Regions from separate parts of the Ovis canadensis genome. Here region 2 is linked to region 1. A link is a contact called in public Hi-C data. All regions are on one chromosome and are shown on one strand. The core of a region is the stretch at or near the end of the contact, and the rest is flanking DNA. Distances in the headings are between cores, read along the strand shown.

What was found. A called contact is a pair of places that touch in the nucleus more often than the background predicts.
Region 2: a contact with region 1 is called in a Hi-C map of fibroblasts, with 5 times the contacts expected there. The contact joins the promoter of DPF2 here to the enhancer-like site in region 1. A contact is called at or near these places in 2 of 2 Hi-C or Micro-C datasets (fibroblasts and lung).

Annotation. Positions count from the first base shown.
Region 1 is chr21:59,758,189-59,761,384 of ARS-UI_OviCan_v2, reverse strand. POLA2 (DNA polymerase alpha 2, accessory subunit) reads right to left here. Exons shown (of 19, transcript XM_069566448.1): 7 at 2,562-2,755; 8 at 1,851-1,939; 9 at 260-415. Among named protein-coding and RNA genes, the nearest start is that of POLA2, 13 kb to the right of the region's middle. Within about 2 kb of position 1,529, the one cell type or tissue checked has open chromatin away from gene starts, as enhancers often do. A contact at or near this core is called in fibroblasts, where this site is marked.
Region 2 is chr21:59,804,462-59,807,657 of ARS-UI_OviCan_v2, reverse strand. It overlaps DPF2 (double PHD fingers 2), which reads right to left and starts at 1,496. Exons shown (of 11, transcript XM_069566422.1): 1 at 813-1,496. The coding sequence starts at 844.

The sequences.
Region 1 (3,196 bases), core at 280-2,779:
AGGTTAAGTAACATCGCCATAGTCATCCGCCCTGCGGGGTGGAGCTGGGGTTGAAATCTGGCAGCAGATCCCAGAGCCAAGGTCGCAGCACACAGGGGATCGGAACCCCCACACTGGCGTCCACTCCGGCGCCTGAGCTCCAGTTACACCTCTTGGCATCAGAGGTCAAAAGTGTGGGGCACCTGGCCACAGTCCACTACACACACCAGGAGCACATAGCATAGCCGCACCCAGAGGGGAGACACGCCCCTGATCTCACCTGTCCAGGAAATAGAGAATATTCTTTGAGCTCAGATAGATCCACTGGAATCTGAGTGCCTGAGGAATGTTCCAGATCTCCCTCCAGAATCACCGACTTGTGGTTCAGCTTCCCGTTGCTGTCACAGCCGATCTGGCCTAGCAGGGTAACGGGCTCCTACCGAGACACACAGGAGAACAACAGTCTTTGGGACACAGGAGCTTAAAATCTGGTCTGCACGATGGAGAGCAAAACAGACATCGAACAACAGCACTCATGTTCTGGGCGGCGGATCACTTTGAGCCCGAGATGACCACAAGTATCATCACTGGCTCCCGGGGTGAAAGGACCCTTAAAGGGCATCTAGCCTGCCCACCATCTAATGCCTCAGTCCCTCTAAGTGGCTGTCTGACACAGCATCTCCAGTGAAGGGGAACTTGCCCCCAAGCCCACTGTCCCCACCAGCAGCCCACTCACCACATCTCTCTCTCTCTTTTTTTAAGTTCCAGCAGCTTATCGCTACCAACCCATCCATCTCCCTCCACCTTCCTCAGGCATGCGTGCTCAGTCATGTAAACCCATGGACTGCAGCCCGCCAGGCTCCTCCGTCCATGGACTTTTCCAGGCAAGAATACTGGAGTGGGTTGCCATTTCTTTCTTCACACATCTCCTGAATAACTGTTAATGACAGCTCTGGTTTACTGGGCTCACTAAACACCAGGCACCGTTCTAAAGGCTTACATGTATCAACTCACTTAACTCTCACAATAACCGTGAGGTGGATATTATTATTGCATCCATACTAGAGATGAGAAAAACCAGCAGCAGAAAGGTTAGATAATTTAATCAAGGTCAAACAGTGGGCAAAGTGTGGGTTTGAAGCCCAGATGTTTGGCTCCAGGGCCATATCCTTTAACCACACACCATACCGCCTTGTAACAGGAAGTTCTTCATTAAACTGAGCTGAAATTCCTCTCTCGGTGGCTTCCTCTATCCTGTTCTCACTCCCGGGGGCAAACCGAGGAAGTCTAATCTTTCCCCAAGAGATCGTACAACCCAGCCTCCCCTCCACTATTTCCTCCCAACTCCCCCAAATCTTCCTTATATGACATGGTTTTGCATATCTTCCCCAGCTGGCCATTCTCCTCTGAATGCAAATATGTGACAGAGGCCCCGTAAAGAAACTCTGAGAACACATCTCCCCTTAAAGTACACGCTAGAGAGAAAGCACTGTGCACGAGCCAGATTAAACTATGACGCAGACGCTGTTCATAGTACTTGATCCCTGATGACAGAGACCAAAGAAGGGGAAAGACCATGAGTCACTGTTTCTGGAAATCCTCACTTTGCTGCTGTTCTCATATCCTGACACTTGAATGCTTAAGGCCCTCAATCTTGTTTACATGCAAGACTCTAACTCAAGCGCAAAGAAAACGACTTAATCTGGTCACAAAACCAGGCAGCACTTACAACCCATTTTACCAAATTCATCCAAGGTAGATGTTCTAACTAGAAGGTAGACAGTTAGTGAAAAGGAAGCCAGAGGCTGACTTTTCATCATTGATTTAATAAAACAATATCCATCAGAAAAGACTATTAGAACAACTCTTACCTGTGCTGGGACTAGAATGGGAGCAAAAGCCTCAATCTTGTAATGTTCCTTGAGTTCACTGCCAAGTTCTTCTATCTTACAGGTCAGAACTGAAATCCCAGAGGGAAAAAGCATGTTTAAGACATTTTACTTGCCAAGCAGAGAAAACATAGCACCTTGTAAAACATTAAAGTCAGTCATTTTACAGAAGCAGGCAGGCAGCCGAGGACACCAGCCGGTCTGTAAGTTTCTCAAGCCCGAGCCAATTGCCCGATATTTGGTTGCTGAACCCGGCCTTCCATTTGGCCATGGTGGGGGGAGGGAGGGGGTCACGGATGAGGTCACAGTCCCAAGGTCAGCCTGGCTCCCTCCCCACCCTCCCTCTTACTCAGGTGGTCAGGGGGGTTTCAGGGAAGCCAAGAACAACCCGAAGAGCCTTCCAGTCTTTCCAAGGAAGAAGCCATAAATGTCTCCGCTTCCTTTAACACTGTAATTGGCTTCCTTTACACAGTTCAAGCGGCTGTTACTGGGAAATGGTTATGTGCTTTTTCTTAGCAAAGTGATTGTGATTCGGGAGAATTATTGAGAGTGGTCATCTTATATCTGTTTCCTAATAGGGGTGCCCAGAGGACATCTATCAATCAAAGGCAACCTTGAACTTGTTCTACCAGCCTAGCTGATACTTTGTTACTGATTCAAGCCCTTCCAGGTGTCAAAGGGAAAAACAAATACCTTCTCGAATGTCTGGGAGCTTCTGAAACATGTATTTGTAGCTCCGGGTGAGCGGCTCTGGATGTCCCAAGACCTTCAGGCTGAGGTGACTAGTTCCTCCACTCCCGGACCAAGACACGCCCTGTGCCGAGCCAAAGGAGGTAACCACTTCTCCCCGGTTACTTCTTGAGCTGTATTTCTGAGGGGGAGTAGCACTGATTGGAAGCAAAAGACATCAACGTTACCGCGTTCATATCTAAAAGGAGAGAGGAGTCTAAGATGAGGCTACCTCTTGGAAATTTGGGATTGGAGGCATGCCAGCCTGGCCTCACATTTTATAAATCTAATCAGCTTAATGGGGTTGGACATTCTGGACCTTTAAGGAATTTCAGGAATGAGGGGGGTTGAGGAATACCAAACGTGTTTAGAAAAGCTTAGACACAGAGACGCAGTTTAAAAGGTCTTCCCCTGGCTTAAAACTAACAAAGTAAAAGAAAACCCAAACTCTGAATTGATTAAAGAGCCAGTTTCGAGTACTATTTTCTTTCTTATGAATTTTTAGCACTTGTTAGAATATCATCGGAGCCTGGAACTGTGGATAAGTCAAAAGCTGCTCTGTGTACACATAACCCCTCATGATATAGTTCAAGGCAGAA
Region 2 (3,196 bases), core at 247-2,746, 46 kb before region 1:
AGGCTGGATTAAATCAAGTCCCAAAGCATCTTTAACTCACAGCTAACAGGCCATTCTCAGTCTGCCAAACAACCATGAACTTTAACTTTGCTTGAAATCTGCCCAGTCCAAGAGTATTGCAGAGCGAAGACGGTCGACCCAGATGCCCCTCGGGGCGGCCAGGGCGTCCTGGACTGCGTCCGTCCAGTGCCCACTTTCCGATGGCTGGGACTGGCCGGCGCCAAGCCCCTCTTCCCTGAAGTTCTTTCCCTCTGGATCTTGCTCTTCCACAAATTCTCCCCAGGAATATTTTTGGTCTCGGGTACCTGATACTCAAGGACCACCCCACCCCCGCCCCCGCCCGCCCAGGAACGTCACGGGGCTGTTCAGAACAAAACAGCCCTGAGCGCTTAACGGCGCCAGGGCGGCCGAGCCTGCTCCTCCGGGGCCCGCTGCGGGCAGCCGACGGGGAGGGGCCGGCGGCCAGGCTTCGCGGGGGTCGGCCCCGCTCTCCCGGACGGAGGCGAAGCCGGGACCGTGTGCCGTACGCAACAAGGGCGCCATACTCTGGAAACCTTCCGCCTGAAGGAGCGCCCAGCCCCACAGGGAGGCTGCCCGTCAGGGGCTCCCGTGTGCCCCCCTCAGGGCCTCCACAAGTTTCCAAAGAAGCGCAACGTCTTTCCCGAGTCTCCTGTTGCCCTCCCCTCTAGGAGTCGCAACACGGCCTCTCTGGGCACGTCCCTCTCTCCGCCTCGTCCGTTCCCACACCGCCCCCTGCTTCCAGGTCCCCTACAAGACCTCCCAGGCTAGAAGAGAAAGAAACGGCCACTCACAGCTTCACTACATTTTCCACCACGGCCGCCATCTTCCCGGCTTCTCTCCCTCAGGCCGGGAGGCCCGGAGCCCGCAGCGCGCAGGCGCTGGGACCGCAAAGGGAACCAATTTCCTTGTCCTTCTGCGCAGGCGCCACCGGGGCGCGTGCGCCCGAGAGCGAGCGACGGAGAATGAGCTTCTGGCCGGTTCTCCCCGGCCTGGAAATCCAGGGACGAGTGCGCAGGCGCAATGGAGGCGGGCGCGCGCCCCGAGGCTTCTGCTCCAGTTTTGCCTCATCCGTTTAGTGAGAAGGTAGAAGGGAGAGGATCTGACCAGGTCCATAAATGAGAAGGTGAGAGGTTGGTGAGAACTGGCAAGCCCAGAGGTGGTCTAGATGGAGGTCATGCGTCCTGTTACCTCGCTGACCTTTAACCTCGTGGTTAATAACCCTTTGCCCTCACGTACAGACTCAGGGTTGGTGGGTAGCCGAAGGTAAGAGCAGTGCACACTCCTCTTGGGCTGGCCACTTTAGTGAGAGAAATATTAACTCCAAGAACCTGGCAGATCTTTGGCCTGAATATTTGGGTCTGACAAAAGTTCCCCCACCTTCCTGCCACCAACTTAATTGATCTCCACCTCTTCTCCCCTGCTTCCTACCCCTAAGCTCTTGTCCTCCTCTGAAGAACTTCTCTCCTGCAACTTCCTCTCCTGTACCATTCACTTCTCCTTCACTATTGAATCATGCAAATTCATCTGCAAACATGGCTTAATATCCTCTTTAAAAAATATCAGAGCCCTTCCTTAAGCCCTTTCTGCCTTTATCACCCTCTTTCTTTTCACCCTTTCAGAGCACGTATTCTTGTTTATACTTACTATCCCTGCTGATTTATTTCCAAGTGTCTCTCTGCCCAGTTTAATGGGGATTTTGTTCTCATCAGTTCATTGAAACATCTAACAAAGACACCACGATCTCCATTTCAACAGATTTCGAGATCTCCCTGTCTTTATCAGCCTATCAGCCCTCATGACAACACTGGCCAGTCACTTCTTTTTCAAACTCATCTCTGAGACACACACTGTCCTGGCTGGCTGCCTATCACACTGCCAGCTCCTTCAGCTTCTTTTACTGGCTCTCTGTCCTCACATCTACCTAGACCCGTCAGAGTCCCCAGGGCTTGGTCTTTGATCCTGGTAATATGCCGTATTTCATCAATTCTAAGATGCACATATTCTCTGCCCTCCCCCCATTTTAGTATTTCGGAATCAGGACACATCTTACCATCATTGTGCCTTAAAATCAGGTTTGGCAGATGAGAGTTGAGTGGTATTTGTCATTGTTTACCCTGCACCAAATTTGCAGAATAGATGTCAGCAGCTTGGAAGGAAAACCTAGGGACAATACTGTTGCACTCTTGTTCCCCAAATGATTGTGGGAATCAAAGGTGATACCAAAAGAATTCAAAAGTATGTGTTTCAGCATGAATGTGAAAAGTAGAAGTGTTAGTTGGTCAGTTGTGTTCGACTCTGCGACCCCATGGACTGTAGCCCATCTGGCTCCTCTGCCCATGGAATTCTCCAGACAAGGACACTGGAGTGGGTAGCCATTCCCTCCTAAAGGGATCTTCCCAACTCAGGGATCAAACCCCAGTCTCGTGCATTGCAGGCAGATTCTTTACTGTCTGAACCACCAGGGAAGCTCCCAGCCCCACATTCATATGTTTAAGTCCTACCCACTAAGTCTGATAATATTTGGAGGTGGGATCTTTCAGAGGTAATTAAGTTTAGATGCAATCTGAGGGTGGAGTTCTCATGGTGGAATTAGTGCCCTCATTAGAAGAAGCAGCTGGAGATCTATCTGTGAGGAAAGGCCATGTGAGGACCCAGCAAGAAAGCAGATGTCCACAAGCTAGGAAGTGGACTTCCACCAGGAACCAAATTTGCTGGCACCTTGATCTTGGATTTCCCAGCCTCCAGAATTGTGAGAAATAAATATCTGTTGTCTATGGTACTTTGTTACAACATCCTGAGCTAAGACAGTGTGTGAGCACTGAAGCTGAACACACACATACCCTCTGACCCAGCAATTCTATTCATGCATGCATATATGGAAAACCATGTGTAAGAATGATCACAATAGCATTAATTGTATTAGGCCCAAACTAGAACATTCCAAATGCCCATAGCACTAGAGTGGATTAAGCAACATGGTAAAGAACAAACTTGCTACACAACAACGTGAGTGAATCTCAAAAACGTAATATTTGAAAAAAAAGAAGCCAATTTCCAAAGAGGACATATTGTGTGATTCCATTTATATCAAATTAAATAATCATACATGCTAAACTATGGAGGCAGAAGTCAGGAAAGTGGTTCACTTTGGAAGATAATAATGAGGGGGCATAAG